Regions from separate parts of the Sus scrofa genome. Here region 2 is linked to region 1. A link is a contact called in public HiChIP or PLAC-seq data. All regions are on one chromosome and are shown on one strand. Each heading gives the region's core, a stretch centred on a gene start, on an enhancer-like site or on the middle of the called end of the contact. The rest is flanking DNA. Distances are from core to core; before and after follow the strand shown.

Region 1 (4,428 bases), core at 598-3,097:
TCAGCTGGTTAAGGACCCAGCATTGTCACTGCCGCGGTTTGAGTGGCAGATGTGGTGTAGGTTTAATTCCTGGCCCATTCCTGGTCCTTTCCTTGCCCAGGAATTTCCACATGCTGTGGGAATGGCCAAAAACAAACAAACAAACAAACAAAGCCAGAAAACAGCATCTTGCTTCATCAATTTCTTTCCTAATGCCCTAGATTTCCAGGTAAAGAATGGATGGTGGAAAGCGGTGAAGGCTGTCACTATGACTGGACTTTATCCTGCAGACAACCAGGGCCACAGGAGGTGTGTGCCTGTCTTTTCCAACAAGAGGATCAGAATCCCCAGCAGTAAGAGTTTTCCATGGATCAGCCAGTCGGGAATAATGGGAAGTTGGGGGTCCAGGTAAGAGATAAAACCATAATCTTAATAATCTAGACCAGTTGCTATCCAATAGAAAAGTAGTTCAAGCCACTAGTATAATCTTTTTTTTAGGGCTGCATGCAAAACCTCATGGTCACTAGTCGGGTTTATTAACCACTGACGGGAACTCTGCCACTAGTATAATCCTAAGTGTTCTAGTAGCCACACTAAAAAAGCAAGAGGTAAAACTAATTTTGAAAATTATTTCACCTCATTCAATACACCCAAAATGTCGTTTTGAGGTGGAATAATAACTCAGGTAGTCAGTATAGGAGTATGGGCTTCGATGCATTCTTTGATATGGCTATCGATTAACATTTACGGTTTAAGGGCTCCAGGGAGTAACATCCCCACAGACCTTGTTTACTACAGGGAGTGTACCTATGCCCAGATGGACATTAATCTCTAACCCCAAGTGACTCAGTCTATGGGAAGAGAAGGGCAAAGAAACCTTGAGCGTTATGGGACATTTCCACCCCTAAAACCCCTATTGGACAAGGACTGATATAAGTAATTGGGCAAGGCCAATGAGAGAAAACTGCATCTTTCTGGAACCCATGTTGGTAACCCCTATCTTTAAGGGATAAAAAACCCTATAGGACAATAGGAAGGGGGGACTCCTTCTCCCTCCCAGCTGTCCTGGGAGTTGTTTGCTTTCCTGTAATAAAGACTTGGCTGGCTTGCTACCTGTGTGTTAGTGAGGTTCATTCTTCCCCTCCCTTGAATAAGAACCTGGATTCAGGTAACATCTTTCCAGTATCAGTTTCATTATGTAATAATGTAAAGATTACTCAGGAGATTATTTTATCTTATTGCCATGTTTTATTTATTTACTTATTTTTGTCTTTTTGCCATTTCTTGGGCCGCTCCCACGGCATATGGAGGTTCCCAGGCTAGGGGTCGAATTGGAGCTGTAGACACCTTCGCCAGAGCCACAGCAAAGGGGGATCCGAGCCTCGTCTGTGACCTACACCACAGCTCATGCAACGCCAGATCCTTAACCCACTGAGCAAGGCCAGGGATCGAACCCACAATCTCGTGGTTCTTAGTCGGATTCGTTAACCACTGCACCACAATGGGAACTCCTCGCCATGTTTTAAAAAATCTCTTCAGCACATTTCTGAGGTGAAGTTTTCAGCGTTTAAAGGGAAATGTGGATGTGCCAAAACAAAAAACTCCTGTTTAACCGGAAAATATTCCACATTGCTTCGGTTTTTTAAAAAAGTTAATTAAAATTAAATGAAATGTAAAATTCTGGTCTTCAGTCACACTAGCCATATTTCAAGTGTTATACAGCCATAGATGGCTACTGGCAACCCTATAGGTCACAGCAGGTCTCGACCGTAGCTGTTCTCCAACCGGGCCCTCAAAAGCATACGTCGGCGCAGATGACCGACCTAGTAAGCTCTGGGCACAAGAAAGCCACAAATCCTGCAGTTTCAGATCTCTCCACCAGGTGGCACTAAAGAGCACACCCTCGCCAGCGCGTGACGCGTTTCCAACCCCGGAAGCTAAATCCAGCTGTTCTATCCAGTTCCTCCCGCTTTCTCCACCTCCCGGTCGCACCCAGGCTAATATTCTCAAGTCATCAAGTCGGCAGCAGGGCATGATGGGCAGGACAGCAGGGCCGCAGAGTCTGCGAAGCGAGTGAAGAGAGGCGCCTGGAGCACACAAGGGCAGTGGGCTCGCAGGCCGGGACCCCTGACTGGCGCAGACTACAAAGAGGCCCCCGCAGTAGAACGCGTCGCCTGGCTACCGCCATCGAGTTGTCTTCTCCAGGACCTCCAGGGTCGGACCTGAGTTCCCACGGTCGGCAACCCGGGCCCAGTACACTCGCAGGCCTCCCCTCCAATGATCCAGAAGTCACGCCCGGCGCTGCTGCAGCCTCAGGATGTTGGAGACAGAGTGGAAACTCTTATGGTAAAGTGCGAGGAAGGGAAGGCAGGGGTTCCTGCATCGTCGGCTTGGGGAGGGAAATGTGGAAGGTTGCCGAGGCTCAGCAGCCCACGGTGAACCTTTTTTTTTTTTTTTTTTTTTTTGCGCCCCAGATACACGCATAACAGGTTGGGGACCTGGCAGCAGAAATGGAGTTTGACTAAGATTAAAAGAGGGAGGGAGAAGGAAAGAAGTTGCAGTCCAACCCTTGGGACAGGCAAGCAGAGGTCTCGATACTACATTGGGTAGAGATAGGCGGAATTGCTGGGGCCTTGGGAGGTATGAGGGGAATGTGCCCGTGTGGCCCGGAATGAGGTGCGAGTGCTACAGGAAGTTGCTTTGATTTGGAAGTCTAAAGTGACAGATGGGAGGACACCTGGGTAGATATTTGGACCATTGCAAGGCCTGGTAGTAGCGCTAAGCCTAGGAAGCGGTCGGTCCTCGAGGGAGGTGGGTTCGGACTGTACCGCTCCCACAAGCTGGACGAGAGGACCCTCTGGGTATCCCCCACTTCGCGGCTTGCCTGGAGCAGTTGCTGTTTGCTTGAGCCTCCAAGCCACGCCCCTCCCATGTCTGGATTGGCTGCCATGGTCGTGTCGCGGGGCTGCTATTGGTGGGGGCGGAGGCGGGGCTGGGCAGGCGGGGCTAGGAGGAAGGTCCCGCTGAGTTACTACTCGTGGTGAAACGAGGCTTAGTTGCCGCTTGGCCTTAGGCTGGGAGCGCTGGTCTGCAGCGGCGGCGGAAGCTTTCCTCTCTGAGGTCAAGGTTATGGTCCACCTGCGCTCAGGGCAGGGCTGGAGTGTGGTTTTTTGTTTTGTTTTGTTTTGTTTTAAGCCAAGGCTGTGGTGTCTTCTCTACGTCTATATCTTTGAACACATGCTTACCTGTTTCTCTGGGTCTTCCAGCTCCGGCCTGGAGATTTGAATTGGATTTAGAGATTTCTTTTTTTTTAAAGGAGGATAGGAGTTGCTTGGGAACTTATTTGCTAATTACTTAAGTGCTGCTTATTGCCTTTATGTATCCGTGTATTATTGTTGGATTGGGTTGTTTGTTTTAGTTTTCGTTTTTTTGTTTTTTGGGGGTGCTGCACACGCATCATGCGAAACATCATGTTTGGTTGTATTTATTGCCCACCCCCTCTCAAAACAAAACAAAACCCAGATGTATCACTTAGTTTATTTACCTTGAATAACTTTGGGCCGTTTAGAAAAAAAAAAAAAAAAAGAAAGAAACAGCAAGCACAGCTTAAAGGATGTGCCATCTACCATTGACAATACGCTAAGACTATTCCGGGGTTTTCTTTTCTTTTGGCCCCGAGGGTTAAGGATCCAGTGTTGACACTGCAGCGGCTGGAGTTGGTGCTGGGGCCTGGGTTTGATCCCTGGCTGGAGAACTTCCACATGCTGCAGACAAGGTCAAAAAAAAAAAAAAAAAAAAGGACTATTCAAAATGAAAATTGTTTTTTGGAGTTCCCTTTGTTGCTCAGCAGTAACAAACTCAACTAGTATCCATAAGGATGCAGATTTGATCCCTGGCCTCGCTCAGTGAATTAAGGCCCTGGCTTTGCCATGAGCTGTGTTGTAGATCAAAGACTCAGCTTGGATCCTGTATTCCTATGGCTTGTGGCTATACCTGGCAGCTGCAGCTCCAATTCAGCTCCTAGCCTGGGAACATCCATATGCCAGGGGTGCAGCCCTAAAAAGCAAAAAAAAAGAAAAAAAGTGGGGGGTTTGTTTTTGTTTTGTTTTACGCTTATATTGCCAGGTGCTTTTTGAATTTTAACTATTAGAGGTCAGTCTATACTGCTGTTATATATTTTGCATCTGCTCTATGCTAATGAACCTAGAAAATCACAAAGTTTAAAAAGTTATGGGCTCTATTCATGTATTCAGCAAATATTTATTGAGGCAGTAATATGTCCAAGCAAATAAAAACAAAAACATAAAGGAGATAGTTGCTGCAATGGGAAAGAGTGTGGTGTGTGTGTGTGTGTGTATGTATGGGTAGGTCCCTGCAATCCCCAAAAGAGCATGGGAAAAAGCACCAGTGAAGAGAACAGCTTAGAAGCTGTAACTGCAGGTTATTCCT
Region 2 (4,428 bases), core at 799-3,298, 660 kb after region 1:
AGACCAGGAATGATGGAAGATAATATAAGAAGGCGAACGTATATATATATGACTGGATCACTTTGCTGTACTGCAGAAATTGGCACAACATTGTAAGTCAAATATACTCTAATAAAAAAAGAAAAAAAGAAACCAACTAGACCGGGAGTTCCCTTGTGGCACAGTGGGTTAAGGCTCTGGAGTTGTCACTGCAGCAGTTTGGGTTGCTGCTGTGGCATGTGTTCCATCCGTGGTCCAGGAACTTCCACATGTTGGGCATGGCCAAAAAAAACCCCCAAAAAACAAGACTGTATTTTATTTTAACTTATTGCATTAGGCACATTTATCATATTAAATGACTTCAATTAATATCTAAAAGGGTGAGATGCATTAATAATTATGAATAGTGATCATAATAGACACATAACTAAAGTAACCAATAAACACAATCCTAAGAACAAAATAGGTGGGCTCTTGGAGTTCCTGCTGTGGTGTAGTGGGTTGAGGATCCAGTGCTGCTACAGCTGCAGCATAGATTGCAGCTATGGCTCAGATTCAATCCCTGGCTCAGGAACTTCCATATTAAATGCAGCCAAAAAAAGGGGAAAAAAAAAAAGTCAGGACAGTTGGGCTCTGAACTTCCTCAAAGTTTCCTTCTTTTGCTTTATTTAATCAATTAAACAATTTACAATTATTACCATACTTAAGTATTTCATGGTGAGTCAGTTGGTAGTATTAAAAGTAAGCTATTCAAAGAAGGAAGAAAAGAGATGAGGTTGCCAGGAATGGAAGATTATAAATCAGGTCCTAATTTTAGATATTCTCTGCTTTTGGTTCTGATTCCACCCTCACAGATATACAGAGCAGAACCAAAAATGGGAGAAAACATTTTAAGCAATCTTTTTTTTTTTTTCTTCCAGTCTATTCACCCTTAATTAGAGAATCACTGAACTAGACCCAGTACTACTAGGTATAAAATAAACTACAAAGGTACTTACTACAACAACTTTTTTACTTAAAAATTTTTTGGCCAGTCAGGAGGCAGGAGGAAGTTTCCCTGTCAGGGATCAAACCGTGCCACAGTAGTGACAAACCAGACACTGGCCACCTGGAAACTCCCGTATAAGCCTATATTTTTATTTATTTATTTAAATTTTTTTATTTTTATTTTTTATCTTTTTATGGCCCCACCCACAGCATATGGAGGTTCCCTGACTAGGGGTCGAATGGGAGCTACAGCTGCTGGCCTATGCCACAGCCACTCTGGATCTGAGCCACCTGCGCAACCTATACCACAGCTCACAGCAACGCCAGATCCTTAACCCACTGATCAAGGCTAGGGATCAAACCTGCATCCTCATGGATCCTAGTCAGGTTCGTTAACCGCTGAGCCAGGAAGGGAACTCCTCAAACATTATACCAACTATATAAAACAATGTCATTGTTTTTAGGATACAGCACAATTAGAATAAATCTTTCTTTATCTCACAATTAGAGATAAAGAAATATCGTGTGTACAGTTTCCTTTCAAATGTTCAGAAAAGAATGATAAAGCAACTTTAGTGTTACATTTGGAGAGGGTAAGAAATGTTTTGGGAATTGTGCTAGTTTCGCAACTTTTCCGTAGATCTGAATTATTTTAAAACGGAAAGTTAATAAAATTACGGGGGTCACTTAGAAAAAACTACTACTAACTAGGCCATTAGTAATAGACAAAAATCGGGAGAGTACTGAGTAGTGGAAGGAAAGAGAAAAACGTTAAAAGAGGAGGTTGAAAGGATGCAGAGTCACAATGGGAAGCATATCTTCTGTATTCTTCTTTACCCTGAAGTTCTAGAAGACGACTTTCCTGTAGATCTTCTGTGGTACCAACTGAGGCAATCCTACCCCTCACGTTTGCAAAAGACCGGGTCGGCTCTGCTGAGCTCCGCCACGTTTTCCCAGTGACCCTGCGTGTGCGTACGTGCGTACGTTCCGACCAATCGGTGCACACATCGGCGTCTTGTTCACCGTAGGGGCGGGGCGGCCTGCTACACATGCGCACGGTCGGGCAGGCCTTCTTCCTTCTCGCCGAACGCCGCCAACATGGTGAGTATCGCTGGCGCGGGCTCCGGGTCTGCTGGTCATACAGCCTCAGCCCCGCCTGGGCTGGGAAGCGGAGGCGCGGAACGGTGCCTTGCGGGTTTTAGGTAGCGAGCGGTGAGGGTCCCAGGGCGGACGGAACTCGCAGTTTGGAAGCTTTCCGGGTGTGCGACCGACGAGCGCGTGGAGGGCCCGGCAGGCCCTGCGCCTTTTGGGACACGCGTGCGCTCTTCGGCCGACTGAGCTGGACCTCTGGGGCGGCTGGGATCCTGGCTAGGGCAGGCATTTGGGCCTTGCAGACCCCATAGACCTGGCTTTTGCCGTCACTCCTGCGGATTTTGTCCATCCAGGACTACCGTAGCGTTTGGGTGTGTTCCCCCTCACCATTCTTTCTCGCGGTTCTTAGCCATGTTGCCTTTCAAAGCGGTAAAGCTTTGCAAACCAGAGAGTATTTTTAGTCGATCTGCTGTTCCTTTTCCCACTTCTCAATTTTAGGTGTTCAGGCGCTTCGTGGAGGTTGGCCGAGTGGCCTACGTCTCCTTTGGACCTCATGCCGGCAAGCTGGTCGCAATTGTAGATGTTATTGATCAGAACAGGGTAAGTGTAAAGAAAAGTGTCGCGACTTCATATGGCAATGGATGGTATGCAGTGTAGATTATAATGGTAATTGTCCCAATAGCCCACTGAGGTAGGAATATTACGGGTGGTAATTGCGTTTTATAAAAAAGGAAACAATGCAAATAGGGGTTAGGAGCACATACTGGAATTGGCAAGTACTAAGGCATTTTGAGTATTATTTCTGCTCCTTAAACCAGCCAGAGTTTTTAACTAATTATATGCTAAAACATTGGTGATGCTTAAATTAGTTGTTATATGTAATGCGAGTTTAGAACAAAGTTAAGCACATAGGAAGAGCTTTGTTTGCTGTTGTCAGTATTTGAGAATCATATATTAAGGGATTGACCAGAAGCTGAATGATCATGGAGTTGCTGGGAACGTGCAAGGATTAAAAACTTAAAATTGTATGTAGGGTTATATGCTGTACTACAATTGCTGATAGTTTTATTTATTTGTGAAAAGCACTTAAATAGTAAGGATGTGATGATTCTGAAAGGATTAGTGATACACAAAATGTTTGCATTTTGAATGCTGGTAACAGTTTTACACTGATGTCCTTGGTCTTATGTATTTTTAGGCTTTAGTGGATGGACCTTGCACTCAAGTAAGGAGACAGGCTATGCCTTTCAAATGCATGCAGCTCACCGACTTCATCCTCAAGTTCCCACACAGGTAACTGTCCACCAACCATCACCCCTACCCTTGTTTAATTAATACTAGTAAAAGTTTGCTTGGCTTAATCCAAAGAAATGTTTTTGCTGTTTTGTTGTTTTTCTCTTGAGAATATATTTAGCAGTGTGAGAGAAAAATTTAGAGGAGAGATTTACAGTGTAGATGTAGACAGGCATTTTTAAAATGTCCTGTGATCTGGTAGTTCAGTGGCTCTTCTTTTATCCAGATTTCCCATCCTTTTTCTTTGTCTCCCTTTTAGGATTTACACCACAAAGAACTCCCCACAGAATTCTGGTTTCATGACATATTTTGTTCAATTCAGCTTCAAAACAAAATACTAATATTTGTCTCTTCAAGTGCAATCATCAGTCGAGTTCTTTAGTATGTGCCAGTTGTTAAATATTTAAAATGTTTAAGGTCTTCCCTTCTTGGCACAGTGGAAACAAATCCCACCACGAACCATGAGGTTGTGGATTCAATCCCTGGCCTCCTTGGTGGGTTAAGGATCCAGTGTTGCTGTGAGCTGTGGTGTAGGTCACAGACTTGACTCGGATCTGAGGTTTCTGTGGCTGTGGTGTAGGCCGGCAGCTGTAGTTACAATTGGACCCTTAGCCTGGGACCTCCGTGTTGTGGGTGCGGCCCTCAAAGGGGGGGGGGGGGGCAAAAAAATAAAATATTTAATACATTATCTTCTTATAACAGCCACTAAAGAGGTTATATTCCCAGTTACTTACTAGGAATTTAGACAGTAGTAGCATTTCATGATGTCTCAACACAGATCTTTTTTTTTCCCCCCTTGGTCATGGTGTGCAGCAGCTTGAAGTGGGGTCTCAGTTACCAGGCCAAGGATTGAACCCAGGCCGCTGCAGTGAAAGCACAGGTCCTAACCATTAGATTACAAGGGGCTATACTGAACACAAACCTTTAGGCATTAATGTGCAAAATAATGTAAGGCATACAGATTAACTTTACCTCATTCTTGATGAAAAATAAATTGCTTTCTTCTCATCCACTACTGAGGAGTGATATATATATATACACACACATACATATACACACGTAATCAGAGGTGACTTA

The links. HiChIP or PLAC-seq counts read pairs in DNA pulled down with a chosen protein or histone mark.
Region 2: a contact with region 1 is called in an H3K27ac HiChIP or PLAC-seq map of alveolar macrophages. The contact joins the promoter of RPL14 here to the promoter of SLC25A38 in region 1. A contact is called at or near these places in 1 of 5 promoter capture datasets (fetal liver) and 1 of 2 datasets of contacts at active chromatin or transcription factors (alveolar macrophages).

What each region holds. Positions count from the first base shown.
Region 1 is chr13:24,028,724-24,033,151 of Sscrofa11.1, forward strand. SLC25A38 (solute carrier family 25 member 38) reads left to right here and starts at 1,848. Exons shown (of 7, transcript XM_003358375.2): 1 at 1,848-2,325. The coding sequence starts at 2,257.
Region 2 is chr13:24,693,161-24,697,588 of Sscrofa11.1, forward strand. RPL14 (ribosomal protein L14) reads left to right here and starts at 2,049. Exons shown (of 6, transcript NM_001097478.1): 1 at 2,049-2,067; 2 at 2,557-2,658; 3 at 3,257-3,351. The coding sequence starts at 2,065.